Regions from separate parts of the Mus musculus genome. Here all the other regions are linked to region 7. Evidence: chromatin contacts called from public ChIA-PET, Hi-C, HiCAR-type and Micro-C data. All regions are on one chromosome and are shown on one strand. The core of a region is the stretch at or near the end of the contact, and the rest is flanking DNA. Distances in the headings are between cores, read along the strand shown. Region 1 holds the start of Lztfl1 (leucine zipper transcription factor-like 1). Region 2 holds the start of Ano10 (anoctamin 10). Region 3 holds the start of Snrk (SNF related kinase). Region 4 holds the start of Sacm1l (SAC1 suppressor of actin mutations 1-like (yeast)). Region 5 holds the start of Abhd5 (abhydrolase domain containing 5). Region 6 holds the start of Fyco1 (FYVE and coiled-coil domain containing 1). Region 7 holds the start of Zfp445 (zinc finger protein 445).

Region 1 (4,225 bases), core at 1,648-4,147, 850 kb after region 7:
ATGACCATTTCACAAGTGGTTGGAAATTGTCTTAATCCCAAAACAAAAGTCACTTAATGAGTTTTTAATGAAATTCAACTCAGTACCTCAAATAGCAATTTTTAAAATCAAAGAATCAACACAATAGGTTCCAGAGATATACTAACTTGATATTTACCTGCTGAGAAATGATGGTAAGAAACTATTAGGTCGTTGTCATAATTAAAACATTACATTTCCATAAGAGCAGAATACTTACATATACAGTAAAATCACTGTAATTCAAAGTATACAATAGTCTAAGCCAAAGAGTTTCAGGCACTTTGTATTGGTGTTGGGTGGCATGATGGCCTGGGCAGTGTGAACTGTGGCTGCAGCGTGTTCAGAAGTCATATGACAAAACTGGGAAATGCTGGCAGAACACTTCAGAGTCATTTTGCATTTAATTATGAAATAATTTTTAGTGATTGCATCTTAAACCTTTTACTAACGCCAAATTTTTAAAGAATCCACATTCATTCAGTTATATGACTGAACATATGATGTTAATATGATGCAGTTTTAAGAAACTGGGCCTTAAAGTCTCTTGATACCTGCTGTCCTTGAGGTCCTGAAAGCAGGAATCTACCGTTTTAAGTCTCAAGCCTCTTTTTGAACGAGCAAAACGCATGTAATTAATGACCTCATTTTGATGGTGCTCATTTAGGCCCAACTCTGCCTGAAAAAGAGAGAACTGGTTAGTCCAGAGGCTATGACAGAAGAACTGACAATGAAAATAAACAAGGTATTTTGTTTGGCCCAGTGTACTGGTACCTGCTTTTAATCTCAGCACTTGGGAGCCAGAGGCAAGCAGATCTCTGTGCCTTTGAAACCAGCCTGATCTACATAGTGAACTTCAGAACAGCCAGGGCTACCCAGAGACGAAGTCTCAAACAATAACAATAACCAACAACGATGTTGATGATGAATATATGGTGTTGTAGCAACTGATGTATATCAGGTTGCCTTTTTGTCCTCCTACCAACTCAAATACATTCAGGTCACAATCACATGACTACTTCTCAGGAAAAGAAGAAATACAAAGAGGTGTGGGGTATTTTTCAGACTTAAGATATGGGGTATACCTTATACCCCTGTCATCTCTAATGTCTCTGAAAGTAGACAGAGTAGGTAACTAGGATGAGCCGTGACATTTTTATGCCCCAGGGCTGAAAGAACAGAAAGATGAATGAGACCTCTATCCTCACCTCGGGGAGCAGCACTAACCTACTCACTAATCTAAATAAAATGGCTGCTGTGTGAGAGGAAACAAATGCCTACATTCCTTAATACACTAATTTTCAGATCTCTACAGAAACTTAACCTTACCAAATACAACCTTAAAAAGTATTATCTGGCTTGAAAACAAACAGTAGTCTTTTTAATAAGGCAGATGCTGTTTTAAAATAGGGAAGCTACACAGTTAGTACAGCTCTCAGACCTGGTTAGAGAAGTTTCTCTGTGCAATGGATGGTGGCTACCACACAGCTCACAGCTTTTAGGTACAGAGAATAAATAGGCTTAGCCACAACTAAGATATACACTCAGGAGGCAGAGGCATAGATAGGCAAAGGCAAGTGAATCTGAGTTCAAGGTCAGGCTGGACTACAGAGAGGATTCCAATATAGACAGGACTAAACAGAGAAACCCTGTCTTGAAACAGCAACAACAAAAACTGTCTTCTAGACATGACAGAACTGCTGGCCTAGAAACTCACAACTGTGGTCACCTGCACAAAGGTGCCAATCAACAATCCAGCACAGAGACGGGGAGGGGTTTATGAGATCGCACTTCTAGCTGAGCAGTTACTGACGGCTGAAGATTTATGAAGGGCAGAGAGACAGTTTCTTTTAAGAGTGTGGCCCAAGGAAGGTGATGGTCCCACACACATGAGTATATGTGCAGCATAAATTGGACTAGGTAGGCTTAAAAAAAACAGGACAGGAAGTAAACAATAATTCTGGAAGATGCTAGGGGATTTAAAATACATTGTATGAATGTATAAAATCTTTAAAGGATAATTTTTTTTAAAAAAGAGTGAGCTTATTGCTTAAAGTGTTTATTTTATGTGCATTGTTTGACAAATCATCTACACCCGGTTTCCAAGTGTTATCACAATGACATAAAAGAGTAAGAACACAAACAAGTACTAACTTTTTTGTGAAGCCACTAGCGTAATTTTTTTTTTTTTTTCGTTTTTGACATCAGAAGCAGGACCAGTTCCTAGCTCAGGATGGTTTAAGAAATGGTCTGTTTTGTTTAGATGTATACAAAGTGACACTTACTAGGAATTGATTGCTGGGATATGTCAGCAACCCACTTGAGCTTCACTTTCAATAACTTCTCTATGCCCAGCTATTTAAATTAATTGTACGATGAAAGGTTGGATGGACTGGCGTTTTCGCTTCAGTTTTATCTGTCTCAAAGTAAGCCCGAACTCTAATACCCAAATGGTCGTCAGACGTCCAAACAAAGAAAACAGCACCGATAATTAGTCAGTTGTAAAATCAGGTGCTTCAGAAAATTAGATTCAACCAAGTTCACACAGAAAGTTGGAACCAGCCCGTCATTCTTCACCCTGGCAAATGTGTGCGGCTGTGTCGGCCAGGGCTTCCCAGACCACAGCCAAGGACGAGGCGACAAGGCCGGAGGAAGGCTTCAGCAAGAAGCTGTCCCCGCGGCTCGGCCGACGTGACTCCCTCCCCGGCGAGGCCCCGCTCGCTCGCTCGCTCGCTCGCCCTCCGCACCCCGGCTGGGCCTCTCCCGACCAGGACACTCACCATGGTGGCGGCGGATCCGACAGGAAACAGGGAGGCCGGCACCGGGGCCTGAGGAACGGAGGTTGTTTAGAAGCCGCGCGTTGCCAATGGGAACGGAGACACGTGGGCCCTCGCTTGCACGCTATCATTGGCTCTCAGTGTCACGTGACGGATGATGTTGCGTAACTGGCTAATTTCCGCGGGTACATTGGCTTTGAGATCCGGAAGTCCCACCTTTTCTTGCCACGCTAACCTGGGGCGGTGCCTGCCGTTGCCAATGGCAACAGAGAAATTTCCGGTCGGGGGTGGGGGGGGGGAGCTGAGCAGCGCCTTAGGTGCCAGCGTGTTTGCCTACAATCAGGACAGAAGTTGGGCTTTGGCACCGGGATCCAGAGCTGGTGGTTCCAGACCTCTGAGAAGAACAGGCTGAGTGAACAGGGCTTCAGCGTGACTGCATCCGGCTATCAAGCTCATGCTGGCCCTGGTGCACGCCCTTCCTCCATCTGCATTGTTTTATAACGCTGGCAGAAGAGAATAACTTTACCTTTTTGGAAAAAAAATGTGCAAAAACATAGGTTTATATAGAGTAGTGAATTAGAGAGACAAACACTAGATTCGCCAGGAGAAGGTTGTGGAATAACGTCCTGATCTCCCTGGCGGAAGTTTTCACTTATGAAGTCTAACTTGAGTCATTAGAATCTTCAAGTTTTGGGATAGGTAAAGATCCTTTCCAAATCTGTTGGTGATCTTTTTGTCTTATTGACGGTGTCTTTTGCCTTGCAGAAGCTTTGCAATTTTATGAGGTCCTATTTATTGATTCTCGATCTTACAGCGCAAGCCACTGCTGTTCTATTCAGGAATTTTTCCCCTGTACCCATATCTTCGAGGCTTTTCCCTACTTTCTCCTCTATAAGTTTCACTGTCTCTGGTTTTATGTGAAGTTCCTTGATCCACTTAGATTTGACCTTAGTACAAGGAGATAGGAATGGATCAATTCGCAATCTTCTACATGATAACAGCCAGTTGTGCCAGCACCATTTGTTGAAAAATGCTGTCTTTTTTCCACTGGATGGTTTTAGCTCCCTTGTCAAAGATCAAGTGACCATAGGTGTGTGGGTTCATCTCTGGGTCTTCAATTCTGTTCCATTGGTCTACTTGTCTGTCGCTATACCAGTACCATGCAGTTTTTATCACAATTGCTCTGTAGTACAGCTTTAGGTCGGGCATAGCAAACACAGAAGTGGATGCTCACAGTCAGCTATTGAATGGACCACAGGGCCCCCAATGGAGGAACTAGAGAAAGCACCCAAGGAACTAAAGGGAACTGCAACCCTATAGGTGGAACAACAATATGAACTAACCAGTACCCCGGAGCTCTTGTCTCTAGCTGCATATGTAGCAGAAGATGGCCTAGTCGGCCATCACTGCAAAGAGAGGCCCATTGGACT
Region 2 (4,092 bases), core at 1,049-3,548, 570 kb before region 7:
CTCTGATAAGCACCACAACCAAAAGCAACTTGGGAGGAAAAGGGTTTTTTGACTTCCATCATCTGGGAAGCCAAGACAGAAACTCAAAGCAGGAGCTGAAGCAGAGGCCATGGAGGGTGCAGCTTACTGGCCTGGTCAGCCTGCTTTCTTATACAACCCATGGCCACCCGCCTAGGGCTGGCTCCACTGGCCGTGGACTGCACACCCCCACCCCAATCAATCATCAGTCAAGAAAATGCCCCACAGATCTGTGTACCTGTCAATATGGTGGAGGGATTTGTTCAGATGAGGATAGTTTGTGTCAAGTTGAAAACAACAACTACAAAAAAAAAAACAAAAAAAAAAAAACAAAAATAAAAACAAAAAACAACCAGGACAAACAGCATTCTGAGCTGGCATCTTCCAAAAGCAGGTGTTACTGTGTAAAAATGCAGAGAGCTACAGACAACCCATGTATATACTGTGAGGGACTAGCTCAATGTAGCATAGATGGCATTTAAACACTTACTAATATACTTGCCTTGATCAGCCCTAATTCTTCACCTCCAAGCATGCATGTATTAAACACATAGCTGAAATACTATTATTATTTTAGAAAGAAGTAGCTGGTTGTTCAGTGTGAATATTTAGTGATCAAGGAAAATGATAAATGAGAAAATGTTAAGTTGGAAAAAGTCACAAATTAATATTAGAATACTACCCCATTAATTATATGTGTATTTATATACACAAAAGGAGAGAATTGACTCCCAGAATTTGACCTCTGATCCCTACACACATTCCATGGTATGTGTAAACCCACATGCACACATACAATAATATGTAAAAAAAAAAAAAAACACTTTTAAATATACAAATTAGGAAGAAAAACAAAATGCTACTAGAGGTCATAGGGTTCTGAGCATTCCTACAGGGCATTTATATTCTCAACTTTATCCTCTTTTCTGTGTTCCAACCTTTCTAGTTTTCCTCTTTACACACTCATACACACACGCACACGCAACCACACTACAGTCTATCCAAATGCACACTCGTTACAGTTTACCAGGCCTTGTCTATGCCTGTCTGATATTCTGCATCTCTCATTTCTCATCAAGAGGACCTAAATTTGGACTCCAGCACGCAGTAGAGTGCTTCTGTAATCCCAACTCCAGGTGATATGGGAGACAGAGACAGTAAAACCCTAAGAAGCCATAGGGCTGAATGGCCTGGAACAGGCAGCACAGCAGCAAAAATGAAAAGACACAAAGACATCCTATCTCAAACACGGTGGGAGGCAAGGGCCCACACCTGTGTCCTCTGTCCTGTACAAGCCTGTGTGTATCCGTTTGCCTGCACTCACAATAACACGAACGCACAGACAAAAATTTTTAAAAACCAAAAACCAAACCAAAGCAAACCAAAACAAAAAAACCCCAGAAAACAAAACTATATGCCTAGTAAAGTCACAGCCTCTTTGTCTGTGTGAGTGCCCTCGGACGTTCATGCCAGGTAAACAGCAAGCATCTCCCTCCCAGTTTACCCTGGTTAAGGGATGCACGGTTGCATTTAAAATTGTTTAAAGACAGAAAGAGTCCTTAGAAATATCTAGTCCTCTAAGGTTACTGTGACTTTAAATGGAAACCAGGCCACTCACAGTGCACCTGAAACTTTTAAAACTGCCGGGATTCGATTACAACATCAGGGTTTAAGGGATTGCGATTCAACTGTGGAGTGGGAACAAACTTGAAGAGACTTCAGTCAGACCGTCTACGCACCGCCTCAGCTATGGGAAAGAACAAACAGGGTTTCGGGTAGGGACAGGGCTCTGCACCCTTCACTGGAGTCATGCGACACCTATCACGGAAAGCGCACAATGGGCCCGGTCAGAAACCTCAGACCGGATCTGTTCACAACCCTAGAGAGACCGCGAGGTGTGACACAATCAAGGCTACCGGGCACCTTCCCCGAAGTGTCAATCAGAGCAGCCCGACACCCCGGGATCCCATGGTCAGTCAGAGACGGCCCTGCTCCAGGCCTGACGCAAATCCAGAGCCGGCCGACATCCCCCTGCCTCCGCCGGCTTTCACACCCTTGCGGATCTCCAGCCCTGACCAGTGCTTCCGTGGCTCTTTCCCTGTCGCGGGGGGGGAGCATCCCCAGCGGGCCCACCACACGGACTGCGCCCCTCCCCACTCACCGGCCGCCCACGCGGCGTCCTCGGGGACCGCGGGAGCGGGGAGAACCAGGCCCGCGGCGCTAAGGCGGACTGGATACACGACCGGGGCGTGGCGCCTTGGCCGACAGGAGGCGTCAACGACCGGGAGGGGCGGGGCCTTCCGGCTGTCACTCGGCGTGGGGGGCGGGATCACCGTGAAAGGGGCGGTGCCTTAACAGTTGTAAGTCCCGAGGAAGGGGGGCGGAGGTGTCAGAGTGAAGCTTCACTGGCTGACCCTCGGGAGAGGGGTGGGGCCGCGACGGAAGGGGCGGGGCCATGAAGGTTCTCATTTTGGTGGGATGTGGTGGTGCTGCATGGGCGTGGCCTCATCAGCTGTCGTTGTAGAGAGACATGTTAAAGGCGGGGCTGTGGCGAGTGGGGTGGGGCTTGGGTTGCTGTCACTCACGGCAGAAAGGGAGCCTCATCCGGAGGGGTGGGGCCTCGCTAGCGGTCCTCGTGGTGGTATGGGTGCGGGCTGGGTCTTGGCTTTGCTGGGTAGGGAATGGAAGGGAAAGGATAAGGCTCCTTACGCTTTCCTTTTCTTAATCTCTTAGACCAGAATCCAGACACCTGCCCACCTCTACCCTCTACCGTCTAGCCTCCACCCTCCACACCCTTCCAGTTTTTGCCTTCCTCCAGGGGACAAGGCCTTCACCCCAACCCCTGGGGGTGTTCCGGTTTGGAGGTTGTCCTCCTAGCCCCCTCTCTGCCTTAAGGAGCAATTCTTGGCTGGTTTTCAGCAGAATTCTGAAGCTCTCTTCTCTCTGAAAACCAAGGCAAATCTTTCAGAACTTTAACAATTAGAGTCAATTGACGACTCAGGAGACTTGTGGGTTTCAGTTGGAGAGTTCCAATTTTCTCAGCCCCTGAACTTACATTCATCCTTGCATATAACTTCATTCTTTGGTATCTGATTGGAAATGTTTGAAATTTTTTGAAAAACAATCATTTTAATGGAATATCTATTAAATCCTTTTTGCTCAGATAGTCTTTATACTGGAGATTAAACCCAGGGCCTTGTGCATCCTAGGGAAGAGATTATCCCAGCCCTCTTGGGAGTAATCTTATCACAGCTGAATTAACAAAATTTAGTTAAGCTGTGTTGGTGGCCCACACTTTTGTAGTCTCAGATACTCAGCAGACTGAGGCTGGAAGATCACTTGAACTGAGGAACTAGAGACCAGCCTGAGCAATGTAGTGAATCTCCATCTCAAAGCAAAGTACAAGATGTGAGCCTGAGTCATGGTGCCATGCCACTTAGTTTTTGTGAACCTGACACACCAATAGTTGCCTGAGAGGAAATCACATTAAGGAACAGCCTCCATCAGACTGGCCTTTGAGCTTGTGTGTTGGGGGGGAGGGGGGGTAGGGAGGAGCATTCTCTTGATGATGTGGGAGGGCCCAGCACACTATGGGTGGTACCATCCTAAGAGGGTGGAACCTGGCTGTTTAAAAGAGCAGGCAGTAAGCAGCAGTATTCTTCTGTAGTCTTTGCTTCAAGTTCTGTCTCCAGGACCCTGCCTTGAGCTCTTGACCTGGCTTACCTTAATGATGGACTATAAGTCAAATAAGCCCTTTCCTTCCCACGTTAGTTCTGGTCTAAATTTTATTGGAGCAACCAAAGAAGCAGGCTAGGACAGGCATGTCTTAGTTATTCTTTGCTATGTAACAACCCCCTTTGCAAGGCTCCATGCTCTCATGTTCCCAAGAGTCCTTCTTTCCAGTTGCTTCCTCTAGAACAGTGGTCCTCAACCTGTGGGTTGTGGACCCTTTGGAGGGCTCCAATGACGTTTCACAGGGGTCACCTAAAACCATTGGAAAACATGGATATTTATATTATGGTTCATAACAGTAGCAAAGTCACAGTTATGAAGTAGCAATAAAATAGTTTCATG
Region 3 (3,938 bases), core at 1,045-3,544, 750 kb before region 7:
TGCCTCTTCCTGATTTTCATCCAATAAAGGACTTCTTCTTTAAATAGTTGCTACTTTGTTGCTTTTGAGATCTGAATCAGAGACTGTAACACAAGGCTGCAAGCTCCATCCTGTCATTTTGTAGCATGTATCTAATTAAGACTTCTTGCAGGTCCATAAAAAGACCCAATGTTAAGAAACCAGTGTGTATTAAAGAAAGCCTTGGGGAAGATCTGAGAAGGGGGTTTCTTCATTAAACTAAGCAAATTTGATTAAAAGCCAAGTAGAGTAATAATACCTTAATTTGTGTTTAAATATTTTAAAATATTGCTCAAGCATAATCATATCATGTTAACTAACACATTGAAGGTGTGGGGCTAAAATTGGGTCATCTTCTTCCCAGCATCACCCCAGCCTTGAGGGAAACCCTATAGATAAGAAAATGGCTGATAGCACTGCCTGTTCATCTCAGGAAGATAACCAAAGCATATTTCATTGAAATCAATTTATAAATTTGACTCACTTCAATGTATTGATTTGGTCAGAGTCTGAGTTACACAATAGCAACATAAACCCCATTTCAAGGGCTCATGTGCTGTAGCCACTGTCCTATGTTATGAATGTTCTTTCGGGGTACAAACTTGGCTACTGGACTTCCCTTGGGAGACCATTATAAGTGATGCTTTTATTCCTTCATTGGCCACAGTGTCCCTGACTAGTGACAGTTCCCAGAGGGCAAAGGTCTTTCAGCAAAAGAGCAGATTGTGCAAGACCTAGTTAGGAGCGGTTGCTCAATGTGTGTCTAAATTAGAATCTCCCTGGCAGAGCTTCTAAGATGGCTCAGCAGGTGGGGGTGCCTGCTGCCTCGATTGCTAATTCGAGTTCCATCCCTAGGACCCATGTGGTGTCAGACAAAGAGACAGAGCTTTCTCTTCTACAGGTTGACTTCTACATGGATGTTGAACATACACACACACACACACACACACACACACACACACATGTAAAAAAATAAGAAAGAGAGACATGAAGAAAGAAAAAGAAAACATTTCCACGTCAAATGACACTGTCCTTTCATGATCCTAAGTCAGGTGGGGCCTGCGTGAGCAGAGGCCAATGCTGGGGTTTTCCTATGTGCACTTTGCCACCCAGGGCTAAAGCATTAGGATAATTGAAGGTCTAAGCACACATTTCAGCAGAAGATCGAGACCACCTTCCCAGTCATTCTGCTTCCCAGCCATCTTCAGGCATGCGAAGTGGATGTTGTAGTATAAATAAATAAATAAATAAATAAACAAATAAATAAATGAAGGGAGGAAGGAAGAAGACTTGCCATTTTCTGACCAACAGAGATGGCAAAAGCCATTTAGATTTTTTTGTCCAGTCAGTTGAGTCAGGCTTGGACATGTAAGAAGCTCATTCTGCTTGTGTGTGTGTGTTTTTTCTTCTTCTGTGGATGCAGGAACACAGAAGGAAAAGTAGGGGAGAGAAACCTGGCACCTGGCTTCTTTTCAGGAGCCCCAGAGGACTAGTCTCCATGGCTCATTATCCTTCCAGGAGATAGAGCTGGGAGTTCCCTCCCTCTTGTCCTGCCACCACTAACATCCCTTTCTGAGTCATCTTGGAACAGAACCATGAACAGCCAAGTTAGTGCCTGCTGTGTACTTCTCCACGTTGTTTCTCAGAGGCTGCCTGGCCTGGCCAGTGACTTTTGACTCTAGAGGCAAGCCTGCATTCAGGTGTTGGGCTTTGCTTCTTTCTGCTTTAGTGGTAACAAAAGCAACAGAATTCTTCAAATGTATTCCCAGAGAGAAGAAAAAGTAAAGAAATGTGTATGTATATATATATATATGTGCATATGTGTATGCATGCTTGTGTATATATGATACACACACACACACACACACACACACACACACATATATATATATATATATATATATATATATATATATGCACGTGCATATGTATATTAATTTTGTTGTCTCTCATTGCTTCAAGCTAGATGGGAGATAGGGTGAACATTGATGGATAAAGCGCATGTGCTCCTTGCCCTCAGCCCCAAGATCTCTTCCAATATCCCCTGAAAGCTATAGCTCTAGCTGCTATGCCTGCTGCCGCTGTCCATCGTCCTGGCGCTTCCTTCTGCATAATCTCTATTCTTTCCAGAGTAGGATGTGCTCAGGCCAGGGCCAGGACGCCCTCCAGTAGACCCTGAGCTGGCCTGCAGGTGCGCCGGGTTAACCCCGCCCCGCCCGACCCAAGGCCCCGCCCTCACACAAGACCCCACCCCATCGCTTTCGTCACGATGACGCAAGGCCCGCGCCTGCGCAGCGCGGCCGCACCCCCGGCCGCCCGCTCGGTATTATGATTAGCCCTGGGTGCGGGGTTCCGGCGGCCGGGAGGGAGTTGTCGACGCCGCGGCCGCTGCGGACGGATGCCCGCCTGCCGGCTGAGGTAGGGCGAGCGCGGCGCGGGAGCGTGGGCCGGGTCTGCGCTTCTCCTCAGCGGCCGCCTTAGCGGGGCTGGGCTGGCGCCGCCGCAGGCGGAAAGTAAGTTGCGCGCTCGGCCCGGGGTGCCCTGCGCAGAGGACGCGGCCCGCGGCACCACCCCGGCCCCGAGCTCGCCCGGCCTGCGGGCTTCGCGCAGCCCGGCCCGGCCCTGCCCTTGCGGCCGCCGCGGGATTGCGGCAGCGCGGGAGTCGACGCGGCCCCGCGCCGCGCCCGCAGCGGGCCCCGGGCGACGCGAGATCCACGGGCCTCAGTTTCCCCGTGGGCCGCGAGTCCCGCTGCAGAGCCGGGCGGCCGCCGCCTCACGATAGCTCGGGGACGCGGTTGTCTACGGAGAAGGGCGCTCGGCTGCGGAAGGGGCAGCGGTGCGGCTCCCCGGGGACTGCTCGGATTTTTTCGCGTTAGGAGACGCTGTTCTTTTCCGTAGACATCGCCTGTTGATTTCTTTCCGAACCATTTGCAATAAAAACAAACACCTTGTTGCCTTTTGCTTGGACTCGGGAGCCAGGAGAGTGGCAGCCCTTTAAGCTTAGGCTTCCTCCAGCTGTGATGTTCTTAAACAGTGGGGTCAGCTACAACCTAGGAGCTTCGCTGTGAGTTCGGGTCGTGTATGCATTGGGGAATTTCTCTCCGGGGTTCCTAAGACTGTAGAAGTCAGAGGCTGTAGGGCCTCTGGGCTGTCAGGTTTCTTACTTTCCCTTCCGTTTAAATGAGCGTATTCTCCAAGTCTTAGGAGCCTTGGTGAAACCACCTGGATGCTTGAAGTGTTTTGTCAGGTTTAAGGTGAAGTAAGCGATGGACCTACAGGTGTACAGCTCTTTCTGCTGAGTTTCCAACAGATTCCTGTCCAGGGTCAAAAGGCTCAGTTTGGATTCTTTGTAGGGATTGGGACACTGTCCCAAATTGATCCCTAACTTATCACAGTTCGTATCGGTGCAGTCTGAAGCCCAGGTTGTCAAGGATTATGTAATCAACTTGTTAATTTCTAATCTTGTTACAGTGTTTTCCAGATTTATAAAACCATTCCCTTCAGAGAAATCTGTCTTCAGCGTCTGGTTAAATATTTCTCTTGGAATTGGGTTCTTGAAGACAATTCTGTATGTGTGTTAATTAAACATACTAATTAGACAAGTTTCTTTCAGAGAACATCAAATACATAGCAATTTTTCTGGCTGTCAGTGTAAAATTGACCCATTTTACAGACCTAGGGATGAAAGAAATTATATGACATTCCCAAGGTCACATAATGAAGCTGGGTTAAAAAAAAATCGAGGGCATAGCACTGACTTAATATTCCTGTCCTCAAAGCTTTCTGATCAGAAACTCTTAAGTGCCACTTTTTGACTTTTAAATTTTTGCACAGCTAGTTATTTTACTTTATGCAGAAATTTTCTTTTATCCTTTTATGCTCTTCTGAGTAAATTTTATAGTATTCTGAGTAAATTTTAA
Region 4 (4,232 bases), core at 913-3,412, 660 kb after region 7:
GCCTTGGCTGGCTGTACCTAGCTCCAAGGGGGATCTCATACTTTTAGTCTCATAAAGCACTTGCACGAGCACACACACACAGATAAACAATGAAAAATAAAATCTTTTCAAGGTCAAGTTTGTGAGAAAAAAAGATTGAATACACCAGGAGAGAATAATCAATAGGCCAAGAAATGAAAGTAAAAAGGAAGTTGTTTTTCACTTATGAAAGCTGTAAAGAAACTATAATTTATATTTGTATGTGGATGCTTTATTTTTTTTAAAGATAAGGTCTCCAGATCAACACCTCTCTGTCTCAAATTCTAGAATTTTAGGTATATGCTAGTACATGAGACTTGGATATCTAATTTATATGTTATATGTATTCATAAATATCTAATGTTGATTAGCATGTGTGGAAACATTCTGGTGACAGAGGGTATATTGTTTTAATTTTTCCACAGAGCAATTTGAAAATATGTACCAAAAATCTAAATGCCTATGAGATGGACCTTTAAAGTGTCCACTTATCCACCCAAATAGAACATCTTAAAGCAAGAACTCTTAAACCAGGTGTGGTTGGTGGTGCTTGCTTATAACCTCAGCACCTTGGGAGCTTGAATCAGAGTTCCAAGTCCATTTCCATAGCCAAGTAAAGGCCCACTGTCTTATATAAGACAGCCTCAGTCAGTCTCTCTTTCTCTTCCCCTCCCCCCTCTGCACGTACACACATCACACACACCCTTCAAAACAAAACACACAACAAAACAAAAAAAAAAAACCCTCATTTTTTTTAAGTGCTAAAACTGACAACAATGCATATTAATGATCTCAAATCTCAGACAAAAAATTAAAGAGCAAACAAAAAATACTGTTAGCTGGGCAGTAGTGGTGCGTGCTTTTACACCAGTATTCAGGAGGCAGAGGCAGGGATCTCTGAGTTGGAGGCCAGCCTGGTTACAGAGCAAGTTCCAGGACAGTCAAAACTACACAGGGAAACCCGGTCTCGAGAAACAACCCACTATAACTTCATTAAAAGCAAACTAAATCCTCAGAAGTGTAGAAGCCTGGTATGGTATCTTGTACCTTAAATTCCAGTACTCTGGAAAGCAAAGGCAGCCATTTGGCCTGGTCTATATCCAGCAGTATGGACTGCAGGAGTGAGCCACACCCCTTGGTCCTTGGTCTAATTCTGCCCCAATAATTTCCTTTATCTGATACAGTTTTAATAAACTCCTGGGGAGTGGGGTATGTTTTCTAGGACAACTTAATCATGGAGTGACTGGTTAATGAATAGGCTGAGCCCTGCTCCCGATCCACCTTCGTCACATCTGTTTCTGGCTATCTCAGGTCTTACGTAAAATGTTCATGTACTCGTTTTTCTGGGCCTCTTACTGCGAAATCCCCGAATTTTTAAGGTTTCCTTGTGCAGTGGAGGCTAGGTCGGCTTTGCAAGCGGAGCTAGCCAAGGCCGCTGTACCAATCATGAAGAGCAGAAGCTACGCCCTTCTCATGTCAGTGCCGTCTGTGTTCTACCAGCTAGGAGCTTTCGGTGAGATTTTTCCGTCATCGGGTGGGAAGACATTGGCCACGCATGTCCCTGTCCCTGATTGCAAACCTCCACTCTCAAGAGTGTTTTCGTAAGAGTACATTTCCAGACTCCTGCGCAATTTTAAGAACAGGGGAGCTAGGAAACTTGCAAACCGTTTTAGGTAACTCCGGGTTTCAAATACAGCCAAGAAGGTATTATTTTTTCGCAAAGCAACATTAAAACGTAAGACATTTGACCTTGACAATCTAGCTATGATCCTTTTCAAGCAGGCCTTCCAAGGTTCAGGAAAAAGATCGCACACGTCGAGCCAGCCAGGAGTCGAACCTAGAATCTTCTGATCCGTAGTCAGACGCGTTATCCATTGCGCCACTGGCCCGGTGCTGAGGAGGCCTCCTCCACGATAAGTGATCTCCAATTACACAGCTTCACTATGCTTCCTGCTTCTAACCTCAGTCTGGTCGGTTTGTTGAATGTCGCGACTCAGTGCAAAGCTACCGGGACTCCGCCTTTCTCTGCAACGCGTTACACCAATCCCCAGAGGCGACGTCACGGCGTTCTTTGGTCCGCTCCAATCCGCGCATCGGAGGCGTGCCTCGCAGCTCACTGGTTTGTCCGCCGCCGGCTCCCGTGCTCGCCCGAGAGGCGGACCCGGGAGGGGGTGGGGCCAGGCCGAGGCTCCTTGACCACCGCGCCTGGGGAGCGGTCGCCGCGGAGCCGGGGTGGCAGCGGGCTACACTGCGGGTGGAGCGAAGAGGAGGAAGCTGCACGATGGCGGCCGCAGCCTACGAGCATCTGAAGCTGTGAGTCCCGCGGGCTGCGGCCGCTGACAGGAAGGGCGGAGGGGCGAGCGGGCGCCGAGGCCCGGGAGTGTGCGGCCCGCACCGGCCGAGCTCGCGGGCTGGGCTTTCCCCGTCCAGCCTGGCTGCAGCGTAGGCCAGTGTCCCGCAGCCTCGCCCGCCGCTGGACCTGGCGCGGTGAGCCGAGCCGCAGCCCGCAGCACCGGAGGCTGCAGCCAGCTTTCCCTGGGTGGCCTCCGGGAGAGGCCTTTTTCACCGGGCGTGCTCTGACGTCCGCCGGCAGAGCTAACCTTTCTCTTGGTTTCAGGCTTTCTGGGCCTGGGAGTCTCAATGACGGGTCCTTCTTAGGGCGCAGCAATAATTTAGTCAGATGTCCTAAGGGCCGGTCGAATTTACTGTGCTTATTCCAACAGACTGCGTCGACAGCTACAGTAGGCTCGCCTCTATTTTGGCGTAGCAATGTTGAGTTTTGGCAAAGCCAGGACTTGAGGTTTTGAGGCCCAGCCACTGGATGTTTAGAGGTGCAAAAAAAAAAAAAAATAGACATTTATAAGCTCTTTGGCTCGTCCTGGGTTAGAGGAGATGGGGGATAATTTCTCTTGTGTTACCCTCAGCACCTACACTCCTTGTTTGTGAATAACTTCGCCCTAACCGCTTTAATAATTTACCACGGTCTGGGAATGCCTTTAGTAGCAGAAGCAAATATAACTTTCGAAAAGCCAAGTTAAATTATCCTGTTAATTAGACATAGACATCCCAGTTCGTTTGCAGGAAACAAATGTAGTTTGGGTACGCCCAATGAATAACTGAAGGTGTAAAGTTATGAGTCCAGAATTTGGAGGGAGGCCATCTGCCCAACACTTTTCATGTTTTGCTGTGTTCACCCTTTATGCCTCTTCTGCTTGCTACATACAGTTCTCTTTGAAAAGCCCAGCGCCACCCTTCCTTCCACATTTCTTTTAATTAGTTTTCCTTTGTAAAGTGAATAATCACCTTATTGGTGACAGTTGAAGCAAAGTGTACTTACTGGTCTATGTCCGGCCCGAGTCACATGTCCTTTACTGGCAAATTAGGTTATTGTCCACCTGATAGTTGTTGAAGGGCTGAACATGATCTTACACTAGGTCTCAGATGTGTTTAAGCAATTTGGAGTCTTGCCTTGAAGTAGCTCGGCTTTCGGTTACAGGATATTGTTGAGTTTTCCTGCATCGAAGAATAATTGAGATGGATAACTTGAGAATTAGGAAGATTATTTTTGAGCTGCCCAGGCACTGAGTTTCACCAGGCCAGACCTCAATACAGGCAGCCATCCTCCTTGATTCCTGGGCAGGTTATTCAACCTCTGTGAATAATTCTTTTATATATAAAATTAAAAAATAAGAGTGTTCATACTTCATCCTTACCATCCTCTCCAGTTCAGACTTCACTACAGGCAGACACCATTTTATGTGTACACAGAAGAGAAGGGAATTTATCCTTTAGAAGTGGAAATGGTGGTTTTGTAATGAAGTGGAAACTATGAGTCTGGGGTTATATGGACATTCATATCAGTCTTTAGGGTTTGGATGTTTCTATAAATGTGAAGATAGAACTTGATTGCAAGTGTTTCTTTAGCAGGGAGTTTGTGAGTTAGAATCTGTTTTCACCCCTCCCCCCTTTTTAGCCATTCTATTTAAACTTTTAAATATACCCCATGGGCAAAGAATATTCTGTTTTAGAGGTACTTGTAGGCTGAATTAGTTGCTGAACTATCTAAGAATGGTGGGACTTTTAAAAATACCTAAAAAGAGCCATATGTGAAGTTACTTTGCTGGTTGATGGTGGCGCTTGACTTTAATCTAAACCAGCACCTAAGAGGCAGAGGCAGTGGGTCTCAGGCAGCCTGGTCTTGAGTGAGTTTCAGG
Region 5 (4,272 bases), core at 229-2,728, 510 kb before region 7:
AAGTAACGAAGGGAATACAAACGATATTTACATTATCCATTTGCCTTCAAAAAAATCAAGAGGGTGGTGGGAGCCTCTGTTTCTGTTCAAACCCACATCCACACACCTGCTCTTGGTTAGATCTCTGGGAAAGGGGGAATGCCACATATTTTGGCCTTATTAGAATTATTTGAGACTCAGTTAGCTTACATCAGGCTCCTGAGTAGTTCCGGGCATCAGTACCACCCAGGTGTGGCTGAACTAAGAGAACCTATTACATATTCTCAGAATTTCATTTTTTGGAGTGTGGGGTAGAGGGCAGGATGGGAATTGAACCTAGGAACTAATGCATAGATGGCCCCTGCACAACACAGCTCCAGCTGTAGGCAGCTTGTCACAAGCACAAAGAGCTAGGCTAGTTCATACACTTTCTCCTGACCGGAGGAACCTGCCCCCAGCCAAGGGAAACATCCCTTATGCAACACCAGGATGCCTCTATTTGTTTAATCACAGTGAGTGCCATAGTTCTGAATTCTATTTTTAAAGCGCAGTCTTGGACTTACTTGCTAGCTGCTGACTTTCATTTGCCTGTACTGAGCTTTACTCTTTATCACTTTCACGCATTTGCTCACGTCCCTTAACCAGGAAAAAAATTATTAAAATAATCCCACTCGAGGGTGTGCCTCCTTGCCTGTATGTGCACCATATACATTAAGGTGCTCTGAGGCCAGAAGAGGGTGTTGCTCCCCTGGAACTGGAATTACAAGCAGTTGTGGGGCTCCACATGGATGCTGGAAACAAACCCATTCTCTTCTATAGGACAGTATGCACTCTTAACCACTGAGCCATCCCTCGAGCCCTCTCCCCTTTAAATTTATTTATTTTAAAGACAGGGTCTCACTGTGTAGCTCTGGCTGGCTAATCAGGCTAATCCAACTCACAGAAATGTGTTTGCCTCTGACTCCCAAGTGTTTTTGAAGGGTGTGGACCACCATATCGAGCTCATGAGAATATTTTTATGAGCCCTCAGCCCTCTATCATTTTAGAATGGATTCTAGGAAGTGCTCTCCCTCTCTCCCTCCCTCGCCCCTCTCTTCTGTGGTCTGTGGGGATGATGATGGTGGTGGTGGTGATGGTGGTGGTGTGTGTGTAATTCTAGTACCCACACATAAGCTCTCAGCCTTCCGGAGTCTAGAGTCTGGCAGGGTGGAGTGCAAGTTCCTAGAGGCCACCACCTGAAAGTAAGGGCTGGAGGGTCCAGCACCACAGGATGCGCACTTCTGCCACTCAGGCTATTTCTGGCTGGGGTCTCACTCCAGGCTACCTACGGCTTGCCTAGCGCCCCGTCCAGGGCAGTCCACACGGGCGGAATGACGCATTAATGGTCATTATTCCGACGGATGACTACCTAGGCTCCCGCGGCGTCGGGCTGACCTTCCTTACCAGTGCCCCCGCCTCCGCGCGACAGGCGGGCAGCGCATGCGTGTCTGCGAGGCCGGGCCGCTGGGACGCCGAGCCTGCGGTGGCGCGGCCGCGCCCTCGGATCGTCCCAGCGGGCGGACGACGCATGCGCGGGCGGTGCGGTCTTAAGGGCGGCCGCGGCCCGGGGCCGCCCAGTCGGCCTGTCAGCCGGCTTCGAGGTGTGTCCCTGCGCTTGCGCGGCGGCGGTGATGAAAGCGATGGCGGCGGAGGAGGAGGTGGACTCGGCAGACGCCGGTGGAGGGTGAGGATCACCCGGGAAGGGGGGGACGACGTGGGTCTCGTGCGCTCTGGCGACCCCGGGCGGCCAGCCGAGGGAAGGCGCGGGCGCCCGCTCTCTCGACCCGTCGGGGCAGACAGGCCCGGTCAGGGCCGCGGGGCTGCGGGGAGGGAAAGCGGCTGCTGTTGACGGCCGTCCCGGTGATCCCGAGCGCGGCGGAGCTCAGAACTCCGCGCCGGGAGCCGTGCGTCGCCAGGGTGGGAGAAGGCGTCGGACTCGGAGCCTCGCGGGACAGCCGATCGCCGCCGGTGCGCCTGGGGCGCTTGCGTCCCACCTCCCGCTGCCCCGTGCGTGCGCTCCCGTGACCCGGCGGTCTGGCTTCACTAGCCCTGGCAAACTTTGTGAAAGTTGAAGGGCAGATGCCTAACAGGAAGGAAGCCCTTAAGTTGTTGTTGTTGTTGTTTTGTTTTTTTTGGAAACCGGAGTCACTCTATGTAGCCCTTGCTGGCCTGGAAATCTGTAGACCAGGGTAGCTTTTCAACTCTGCAGAGACCCAATCCTTTTGCCTCAGCCGTCCAGTGCTGAGATCACATGTGTGAACCACCACACCCAACTTCTTCATAGACATAGTAAGTTATTCTTTTTTGTTTTTGATATGTCATGCCCTTGTGAGTAGAACAATGCTTGGTGGAAAAATTAAATTACTATGAAAGTTATTTCACTGATTCTCAAAAGGCTACTTGTTTTATATGGACGGGACTATACATCTCCTTTATAAATTATTTTGACAGTTGTACTTCAGCTATTTGGAGACATTTGTATGGGAAAGATAACCATAGGGTAAATAGATTATGGTAATGTGAAAGTAAGTATTTTGGAAAGATGTTAGGGGAGGAATATTTTTGAAATGCTAGAAACTACACTCTTCAAGTTTTGTTTAAGTGATAATTAACAAGTGGAGCCACTGTTTTGGTCTGTTGTTGAACTTCCTAGTTATATTGACATGAAATACAGAGTGTCATGTGGTACAACTAGGACCTGGTAGCTTGGGTTTCTATTAAATTTGTCAGGACATTTTTCTGGCTCTGAGAATTCTAACTTGTGGGCCCTTTTGGTCTTGATACTGTGAGGCTCAGGAATCCATAGCACAACGGTGAGAGTGACATGGCTCTGATGATGGCTGGAGGTCACTGAGGGCAAGACTGGTTACAGTCCCTAGTCAGAGGTAGACCTCTCTGGTATTTTTGGCAGGACCCGTGAGCAGTGCTGGATAACCATGCAAACAGAAAGAAGGCTAGGTTCTTGCTGGGTGCTCCCCCAGTGTGGTCATGATAATCCTAGAGTCTCCCCTGTGAGTAGATCTGACCACTCCCATTTTCATTTGGAACCGCCACTACCAAGAAGCAGAGCTAACTGGAACCTGCTCCTTTAGGTGTCTGCATTCAACTTTAAGGCGTTTTCCTCATATTTCTGCTACTTCTCAATGGGATTGGGACTCGTGGGATATTTGCCTGCCGTTTTGAGTTAAGTTCTTCAAGACATTTGGGTTTAGATGATGCCATAATTTGGGTCTGGTCTGAATGTCCTAAGAGACTTCACATGTTGGCATTTAATCCTCATTGAGAAGAACTGAGTAGAACTCCAGTGTGATGATAGTTCCTAGAGGCAAGGCTTTGGGATCAGTCAGTAGAACCAAGCCTTGGTGATTGAACCCTTGTGGTTTTCTGAGAAGAGGAGGAGAATTCAGTGTATGCACAGTGTTCTCAGCTCCCTGTGTCTTGCCTAACCCTGATATCCTATGCTACCCTGGGATTTTACCAGGAAAAGTCTAACACTAGGAGTAATCCTATTTTGTACCTCCGGAAGTATGATGAAAACACCTCATTTCTTTACAGATGGGGAGATGATATTGATAAAGCAAGCGATTATAAGCTGCCATCCTATAGCATTTTGGAGCATGTAATTCTTTCCCTTCGTGGCTCTTGGTGGAGACAAGTTTACTGGGAAGCTTTCAAAATCCTATCCCTTTCAGTTGCAATACAGTTGAGAAAGCCAAATATAATAAGAATAGGGTAGATTTCTGCAGATTGCTTTAATGATATCCCAGAGAATTACATAGTGGCGGAATTTGGGGGAAAGCCATCACAGAAATTCACCATTGCAGAGTAGACCAAGAAACAGGTGGTTTTCAGGGCATGCTGGAGTTGATCTGTACTGGCAAATCATTGCTGAATTTTCAGGAATTTTACCACACCAGTACCCTGAAACCAGCCACAGTGGGAATATTTACACCATGGGAAATCAGCAGATTCTATTAAAGAAGACCGGATTTCTCTCTACTGCCTCAGTTGATTTGCCACATCCTGCTGGATATATGTTAAAGTCTCTTGTATAGTTCTGTGCTTTGGCGATTGAAGAGTGAACTTCTTTATCTTATCTCATAAAAAAACTGCTAAGATCTAGACATTTTTTCCTGCTGCTATTGCTCTGTAATCCTTGCTCCAAGTCTTTTTCAAAATCTTGAAATTCTTCAATGCTAATCCCAGTGCCAATGCCCTTACTTATTCACACACACTATTGACTTTTTCACACAC
Region 6 (4,190 bases), core at 73-2,572, 990 kb after region 7:
CACACACACACACACACACACACACGGTACTGCAGGACTCTGTATACGTTATCTATTTTCTTAATAAAATAAACAATTTTCAAGAAGTGATACACAAATATGAACATTAAACAAACAGATAAATTCTGTCTCCTAAAGCTATAGTTTTTTTTGTTTTTGTTTTTGTTTTTTTCAGATCCTTTTAGGTAAAGGAGGCTGACAGTCAGCCCTGGGCTGATTTCCAGGATAACAATCCTGGCCCATAATCAGTATTCTGCATTTCAACACAGCAGAACTGGTTGTCATAGACCGAGAGTGTCGGGGCAGCCAGGAGGTTGCAAAACTAAAAGTAGAAACCCACAGCTCCCTTCCCCCAACCCAGCAACAGCAGCAAGCAGATGGCAGAGGAATTAACCTGCTTCAGACCACCATTGCTGAGAGAGGCTGTAAGTAGATTAAGTCCTGAGCCTCTGCCCCATTTCTGTCTGGAAAGGAAACCACCTGTGTTAAGTCAAACAATCATAGGGACAGAAAGAAACAAGTGCTGTTTTTTCTGCAGGAGACAGCCCAGCCGTGGGAACTTTGCAGAGTGACACAGAGAATCATAGCATTAATAGGAAGCTACTTGACTTGGCTTAAGTGTCAACTACATGTTCTCTTCTTTTATGCAAATAGGATGTCGCTCCGCCCTGCCCCCCATCCGCAGCCCAAGCCTGGGTGCCAACAGGACAAGCTACCACACCAGATACATTCAGTCGTCCTACAGGTGTTTCCAGAAACTTGACCGCAGAGCCCCCTTGAACTATCTGAGCATAAGGGCAGCGGGTCAGGTCAGCGAAGATACAAAAGGAACAAACTGTGTCTCCTGGACCGAAGGGGCGTCAGGAGTCCTGCAGAGAGGAGGGTTTGGCTTTCTGGGGATCAAGTCCCAGTGCCCGCGAGAACTTCGGGGTTTGGCTGCTGTGCCAGGGGTTCGGGGAGAGCTGCCGAAGCTCCGCCTCACAGGGCGGCCCCCTTCTGCCGGCTCCGATCTTGGAACAGTGTTGAGGGTCTTTCTACGACCCCGCAGACAGCCTGCGTATTGGAGCTAACCTCTCTGGAGAGAGGGTTCTCCCGAGGCGCCCTGTGTGGGAGGGGACGACCCACGCCCCCACGAAGCTTCCGCGCCGACGTCCAGAAAGGCCCCAGTGTCCCCGATGCCTGTCCGGGCGCCTGCGGCACTTACACGCTCGTGGGTCCTCCGCTGGGCAGAAACGAAACTTTCTAGGGCCGAGCGGAAGAGTAGGCGAGCACAGAGCCGACTGCCATGAAGCGCCCAGTAGCCCCAGAGCGCGCGCGGACTACAACTCCCGGCATGCCTCACGGATGGCCTACAACTCCCGGCATGCTTCACGGATGGCCTACAACTCCCGGCATGCTTCACGGATGGCCTACAACTCCCGGCATGCTTCACGGATGGCCTACAACTCCCGGCATGCTTCACGGATGGCCTACAACTCCCATCGGGTGCAACTGGACGGTGGACGCTAACTACGACTCCCGGCATGTCTCACGGCAGACGTCACTTCCTGAAACTCGAACAAGCTTCGGATACCCGGAAGTCGTGTGTAGAATCCTGAACGAGTGCTGTTTACTGTTGTTAAGCTCATGCATTGTGACCGATTGGCTTTGAACTGTGCATGAGCTGTAAATATAAAATAATGTGCCCGATTCCGAAACCCCCCAAACAATCTGAGAATAATCTCATTAGTATTTTTGTACTATTACGTTTTATTTATGAAGCTAAAAAAAAATGAACTTAGTATGTACTGCTGGACCTAAGTTCTCAGTTTTTGTTTCCCCCTCATTAACAGACACTTAAAAAACAGTGTTTGAAAATATGTGCTAAAGAACTACCATGCTTAGCTTCCTCAGTCCCGTGTTTGCTTGTTGCTGAGTTGCAAAGCACCCTGAAGCCTGGTGCAATAGAACACTGCATTCCAAGTCCAGTATGGATGAACATGCTAAAGACAGGGGACAGTACATAGGAATGTCAGCCCATGATTAGGTTCGCTTCTTAGCTCTGGCTGGCTCCTCACACTGCCTTATTTTCATCATGTTAGCTAGAAATGCTTGTGTACCTTACAGGACTTAGCTAATAGTGGCATCTGCCAGACTTCAGCATTCCAGGTTCTCAGGATAAATTCATACAGGAAGGAAAAGAAATCTTTTAAGTTAATTTCATATTTTATACTGGAGGTATATGAGACAACATATTAACTTGATGGAGTTGTCAGTTTGTGGATGAGGATAAAAAAAACCTCACGAAGAGAAATGATTCCCCTTTCTGTTAACAAAGGAAAACAAAAAAAAGGGAAGAAGTGGGAGGAAATGACATCAGAAATAAAGATTTATCAATAGAGTGAACTAAGAAAAACTTGCTCTGACTACAGCCTGAACAGCTTTGGGATGTTAAGATTGAGAGTGTGAGGCATGTGGAAGACAACCTTGTGAAGGAATATGTGGGGTGGAGAGCACTGTGCCACAGAGTCCTGATCTGCTGTACATGGTGTCAGATCTAAGATGGCTCCCGGGACACCAGTGAGACAGCAAAAAGGAACTAAGGTCAAGACAGTGGCTGCTTCTGAGTCTTCACAAAAGTCCCTACAGGTGACAATGCTCGCCACACCCCTTCTCTCTGAGTTACCTCATCAGTCACAGCTTTTATTGGGATATGGTGAGATGTAGTAAGTTATGCTTGGCCAAGGATTTAGGGGCTTGGGATTGGCTCAAATACTGTATATAAGCTTATGTGCTTGGCAATAAATGCAGATCTGCACACTGATACTGATCTCTGGAGCTTTATTTACCAGGAGTTGTCACGTGACTCTGTCGCCTCTAAATGCCCATCCTCAGTCCTGTTCCCACAAAAGGGATTTCAAACACCCTTGTTTGAAACTTAGATCCCAAATAAATTTACAGAGAAGAGGAAGACAGGTCTCAAGCAATCATGGGTTATTTAAGGGCAATGATGTATTTTGAGAATTTCATAGACAATTCATCTGGAGTATAGTTAGATAAATTAAGATGACTATGACATCACTAGATGATTTAGTCTTAAGGGAGCACAGTGATATGTGGTCCAACATTGACCAAAATATTGTGCAGTAGATTATTGTATATATTAAAAACCTAATATGTCATACCCTAACCAAAAGCCTATATAATGTTATGTTTAAAACTCAACACAGCTCTGTGCTATAGGTAGGGTTCATTTCTGAACTTCAAAGATGAAATTGAGGCTTTTAGAAGAAAAGGAATTTCAAGCCCACCTGGCTAATGGGCAGAGATATAAACTAGGATGAAGTGTAAGGTGCCCGAGGGATCTCTAACCGACACATTGTAAGATATATGAAATGTTCATCTTCGTGTACAAAGGAAAGGAGGCCAGAAGAGGGCAATGGATTCCCTTGGAACTGCAGTTAAAATGGTTGGGAGATACCATGTGGGCTTTGGGAACTGAATTTAGGCCCTCTGGAGGAGTAGCCAGTGCTCTTAACTGCTGAGCCATCCCTCTATCCACTTGAAAGTTACTTCTTCTGGGTAATCCATAACTATTTTATGTCTTTTAATTTTTTCATTAATTCTTTAAAGTCTACTGTTATATGTTTTTATGTATTTATTTTTGGTTGAAAGAACAGGATCTGAGTTCTGTCTTTGGCCCTGGATGCAGATATAACAGTCTAAACTGCCCCAAAGGTAATAATGTTACCTGAAATTCTGGAGCATTCTGATGGAGTAACCTTATATTACCAGGGAAATCTGGGCCCTCTTTTGTGTTACTAGTTTTATTAATAAAAGAATTTAAGAAGTAACTCAGAAGGGAGCTTGAGGACAATTTTATTAAAGCGTCAAAGACAGACTCTAGGCAGAGGAGCTGTAAAATAAAAGATAAATCTCAGGCAGGCAGCTTCCTGAAGGAGGAAGATGTAACAGAGGAAAAATAGAAGCAAAAGGAAGATACTATGGAACAGAGGGCACTATAAAGATGAAGTCAAGGGTATGTGCTCATAAGCTGGAGAGATGTTGGGAAGGCAGAATCCACGGGACCTGGCTCTGCGAAAGGGAATGTGGTGCATGAGGAGAATTTAGCTCTGGAGAATGGTTAAGAGGGGAATGCTGGCATTATTATCCACATGTAAGGAAGTCATCTTTCTCTCAATCTGGAAGAG
Region 7 (3,682 bases), core at 760-3,259:
CGTTAATAGCCAAGTCAGCTAGTAACATGACTTTAATCCCATCACTTAGGAGACAGAGGAGGGCAGACTTTTGTTACTTGGAGGTAAAGCAAGTTCCAGCCAGGGCTATGTGAGACTCTATCTCAAAAACAAACAACAAAGTAAGGAGAGAGGAAATCTTCCTCACAAGGCCTCCCAATAAAAAAATGTAGAACACCAAGCTCACTGCTACAGACAAGATGCTAATCAGGAAGGGAATGTTGAGAAGAAACAGAATACTTGAATGCAGAATTCAAAATTCTTTCCCCCTCAAACAGTACAAATTACAAAATTAAACACATATTTTAAAGTGGTGAAATGTCACAAGTGCCAGTAACAAGAACACATCAACCTTATCTAAGCACAGGAAAACATCAGATATAAGAACATTCTAATATTTCAAGTAACAAAATACTTCAAAAAAGATTTTAGGGACTGGAGAGGTGGGCTGTTGATTTAAGAGCACTGACCACTGCTTCCCCAGGAGCCTAGCTGACCATAGTTCAATTCCCCGTGCCCACCTGCAAGCTTACAACAGTCCTGTAAGTCTAGTCTTAAGAGATCTGACAGTCTCTTCAGACTTCCATAGGCACCAGGTACACACATGGCATATAGGCACATACAGTGAAACATTTACATAACAAAATCATTTATTTGTTTTATTTTATTTTTGTCAAGGTCTTAAGTATGGCTATGCTTGGTAATGAACAGTACTACCCAGGAAAGTTAGGCAGGAACAGCCTATAGGATGGACCACTGAGTAAAGTTATCTAGTGTCAAGACTGTGTAGTTCAGTTGAACCTGAGTTCAATCGCAAGAGCCAACACAGCAGCAGGAAAGACACCCACAAGTTGTCTTCTAATCCCCACAGGTACACTGCCACACATATACATGCACTCAAACAAAAATAAGATGTAGGGCCAAGTGTGGCAGCACACACCTTTAACCCCAGCACTGAGGAAGTAGAAATAGGTGGATTTCTATGAGTTCTATGCCAGTCTGCCCACATGTTTGATGTATGAGTTCCAGGCTAATATAAGAGGGGGAGGTTAGGGAAGCCCAAACCAACAATTGCATTGTACCGGGGCAGAACCGGTGACAGAAGTTTCAAAGTTTCTATAACATAGGTTTCCAAAGCTTAGATAATTAGAACAATGGACTTTCTGAAGCTGTATTAAGAATGAAGCACTGCTGGGCTGGAGAGCCAGAAAATGAAGCTCACGAAATGAAGTCACCTAAAGCTAAATGGGTTCCCCCATCAGTTCACTTTCTTGCTTTATTTATTTATTTATTTAAATCATTTTACTCTCAAGCAACTCGGACATTACAAAATACTCCTTGAACACTAGAAGACACACACACACACACAAATATATAATATATATATAAATAAGGTTGGGACTGTGAGCACGTTTCAGCTTTCAAGTGCGTTATCAAAGCTGAATTTCAAACGTGCCCTCTCAGCTTAGAAAACATTTCTACCTTTATTACTTTTAAAATTTGAGAGAAGGGCTCATTAAATTGCCCAAGCTCCCGGTCTTTCTGCCTCCGCTTCCTCAGTAGCGGGGATTACAGGCCGGAGCTATCACACCAAGCTGTTCGAAGCTTTTTTTAAAATCTCAAACATTTTACATCACAACCGCAGGGCTTTTTTTTTTTTTTTAATTTTTATGTTTTTAAGGCAATAGCATAACCGACCCACACAGTCAAACATGGACCTACGTGTGGAGTTTGTCAAGAATACCGAGAGTCATAATGGCGGACACCGGACTGCTGGACAACACCGCTCCGATCGTCCCGCTCCCCGCAGAACCGCCCTGGGCCGTGACGCCGCCCGGGCCAGGTCACCGCAACTGTGCCCCGCCGCCCGCTCCTGCACCCGACCTCCCAGCCGCTCACCGACTCACGCCGGAGCACTCAGCATTCTTCCTAATGGCTGTTCGCTCCCAGGGCCCACTTCCTCCGCGGGCCTCTCTGCGAGAGCGGAAGTACGCTTCTGAGGTCTATCTAGGAAGCCCGGAGGAATGCCATCTCAGCTGCTCTCCGCCCAAATGCCTCCCTGGCGCCTTTGATGTCTAGGCACTGGCTTGGCAGTAAGGCTGAAGGTCTAACTTCCATGTCCTGTCCGCTGTGTCTGGAGATAATGTAAAACCCTAATCCTCCGTCAGAGGTTCACATTTGGACCCTACCTGGGACTTCCTAGAGGGTCATTCTGAGAATTATTTTACTCAAGAAAGTTCCTGTGGGTGGAGAATGAAACTTGGCATAGCCTTCACCCTCGGCAGAAGTGAGAGGCTGTAAGGAAGGCGTGTGACTGGAAAAAAATCCTTAGGGTCCCTCAGTAAGAAGAGCATTATCTAGATGAGTGGTATGGAAGGGACACTGTTGAGAAGCAGCCTCTTATCTCCCTGTGTATTGAGTAAAGGTTAAACGATCTGAGACTGGTGCAGGAACTACACCAGGGCACTAACAGGCCCAAATGGCAAACATGGCACTAGCAGGTCTTGCTCTCCCCCTTCACTCTTCCTACCTAAACTGTAAGACCATGACCTTCGGTCAGTGGTACTTACTTTGTGACATTCTCTAGTGAGACACCAAAATACAGATTGATGCAAAAGCAAGAGGTTTACTTTCCGGCACGAAGGATCGACCTTCAATTAGTCCCTCAAGTCAAGCGACTAGAAGGCGAACCCGAATGGCTATTACAAGCAGTTTTTATACATTCAGGTAATTCCTCCCGCTGTGTCTCTAGGGTAGGGATATCCCAGGAATCAAAGACAAGGTCCAACCACCAGGTATAAGGCAGGTGTTCCTCTGTAGTGGACCAAGCCACATCCCCAGTGGCTGGAAGTACTTGCCAAGTCACTTTGGTAGGGTTGGGTGGGGTGCTGAGGCTCAGCACGAGAAGAAAGATACACCACAGCCATCTCATGGTTTCTTTGGCCTTGCGGGTGATCTCCAACTTGGTAATTGTGTGGAATCTCTGAGGTACCTCCGTTAATCAGGGCACTAAGTTTAGTGTCACAGTTCCTGGTGGCTGATCGGGAAAGCTTGCAATCGAGCCATAAGATCTGTGTCAGCTTGAAAAGTCACTCTGGGGTTGGGGGAGCATTAAGAGCCAGGGTCAAGGGAGTGGAGGTCCCATACAGGATCTCAAAGGGAGTTAGATAGAAATGATAGGGAGTATTTCTGGCCCTAAACAATGCCATGGGAAGGAGCAACACCCCGTCTGTACCAGTCTCTACCAACAGTTTGGTTAAGGTCTCCTTCAGGGTCTGATTCATCCTTTCTACCTGCCCTGACCTTTGGGGACAGTATGCACAATGGAATTTCCGATCTGTGCCCAGTAATTTACCTACTCCCTGGCTTACCTGAGAAATGAAGGCTGGCCCATTATCTGAGCCAATGGTTTTAGGCATACCAAATCAAGGAAGTATCTCTTCTAGTATCTTCTTCATGACCATCTGTGCGGTTTCTCTCTTGGTGTGGTAGGCTTCTACCCATCCAGAAAAAGTATCTACAAAGACTAGGAAGTACTTATACCCATATTTTCCTAGTCTGACTTCAATAAAATCAACTTCCCAAAATACTCCAGGATGATTATCCCGTAGCCTTTTCCTGATGGTGCCTTAGTGGGTGGATGAAGACACAGAACTCTAAGCTC

What was found. Hi-C and Micro-C count contacts between places; a contact is called where the count stands out from the background. ChIA-PET counts read pairs in DNA pulled down with a chosen protein or histone mark. HiCAR-type assays count read pairs that join an accessible place to other places.
Region 1: a Hi-C map of muscle stem cells shows a contact between it and region 7, with 2.4 times the contacts expected there. The contact joins the promoter of Lztfl1 here to the promoter of Zfp445 in region 7. A contact is called at or near these places in 1 of 39 promoter capture datasets (the C10 cell line) and 1 of 484 Hi-C or Micro-C datasets (muscle stem cells).
Region 2: a contact with region 7 is called in a Micro-C map of embryonic stem cells, with 3 times the contacts expected there. The contact joins the promoter of Ano10 here to the promoter of Zfp445 in region 7. A contact is called at or near these places in 1 of 39 promoter capture datasets (cranial neural crest) and 1 of 484 Hi-C or Micro-C datasets (embryonic stem cells).
Region 3: a contact with region 7 is called in a Hi-C map of pre-B cells, with 2.5 times the contacts expected there. The contact joins the promoter of Snrk here to the promoter of Zfp445 in region 7. A contact is called at or near these places in 1 of 484 Hi-C or Micro-C datasets (pre-B cells) and 2 of 115 datasets of contacts at active chromatin or transcription factors (microglia and pancreatic cancer cells).
Region 4: an RNA polymerase II ChIA-PET map of memory CD8 T cells shows a contact between it and region 7, with 11 read pairs. The contact joins the promoter of Sacm1l here to the promoter of Zfp445 in region 7. A contact is called at or near these places in 1 of 115 datasets of contacts at active chromatin or transcription factors (memory CD8 T cells) and 1 of 9 other capture datasets (adipose tissue).
Region 5: a Micro-C map of embryonic stem cells shows a contact between it and region 7, with 8 times the contacts expected there. The contact joins the promoter of Abhd5 here to the promoter of Zfp445 in region 7. A contact is called at or near these places in 1 of 39 promoter capture datasets (liver), 2 of 484 Hi-C or Micro-C datasets (embryonic stem cells and erythroblasts), 1 of 115 datasets of contacts at active chromatin or transcription factors (bone marrow-derived macrophages) and 1 of 9 other capture datasets (pancreatic islet).
Region 6: a contact with region 7 is called in a HiCAR-type map of astrocytes, with 4 times the contacts expected there. The contact joins the promoter of Fyco1 here to the promoter of Zfp445 in region 7. A contact is called at or near these places in 2 of 39 promoter capture datasets (the HPC-7 cell line and maxillary cranial neural crest), 2 of 484 Hi-C or Micro-C datasets (liver and pre-B cells) and 1 of 115 datasets of contacts at active chromatin or transcription factors (astrocytes).

The regions. Positions count from the first base shown.
Region 1 is chr9:123,714,728-123,718,952 of GRCm38.p6, forward strand. It overlaps Lztfl1 (leucine zipper transcription factor-like 1), which reads right to left and starts at 2,898. Exons shown (of 10, transcript NM_033322.3): 1 at 2,799-2,898; 2 at 573-697. The coding sequence starts at 2,801.
Region 2 is chr9:122,292,125-122,296,216 of GRCm38.p6, forward strand. Ano10 (anoctamin 10) reads right to left here and starts at 2,299. Exons shown (of 13, transcript NM_133979.3): 1 at 2,180-2,299. Gm26797 (predicted gene, 26797) reads right to left here. Exons shown (of 5, transcript NR_168548.1): 5 at 3,786-4,002.
Region 3 is chr9:122,114,972-122,118,909 of GRCm38.p6, forward strand. Snrk (SNF related kinase) reads left to right here and starts at 2,295. Exons shown (of 8, transcript NM_001357775.1): 1 at 2,295-2,436.
Region 4 is chr9:123,527,591-123,531,822 of GRCm38.p6, forward strand. Sacm1l (SAC1 suppressor of actin mutations 1-like (yeast)) reads left to right here and starts at 2,163. Exons shown (of 20, transcript NM_030692.5): 1 at 2,163-2,331. The coding sequence starts at 2,300. It overlaps n-TRacg2 (a tRNA gene), which reads right to left and starts at 1,907; the gene lies at 1,835-1,907.
Region 5 is chr9:122,350,138-122,354,409 of GRCm38.p6, forward strand. Abhd5 (abhydrolase domain containing 5) reads left to right here and starts at 1,479. Exons shown (of 7, transcript NM_026179.2): 1 at 1,479-1,702. The coding sequence starts at 1,650.
Region 6 is chr9:123,850,577-123,854,766 of GRCm38.p6, forward strand. It overlaps Fyco1 (FYVE and coiled-coil domain containing 1), which reads right to left and starts at 1,323. Exons shown (of 18, transcript NM_001110253.2): 1 at 1,205-1,323. Xcr1 (chemokine (C motif) receptor 1) reads right to left here. Exons shown (of 2, transcript NM_011798.4): 2 at 1,739-4,190. It overlaps Gm51700 (a long non-coding RNA gene), which reads left to right. Exons shown (of 2, transcript XR_003948283.1): 1 at 1-425; 2 at 655-1,387.
Region 7 is chr9:122,863,997-122,867,678 of GRCm38.p6, forward strand. Zfp445 (zinc finger protein 445) reads right to left here and starts at 2,010. Exons shown (of 7, transcript NM_001359935.1): 1 at 1,918-2,010.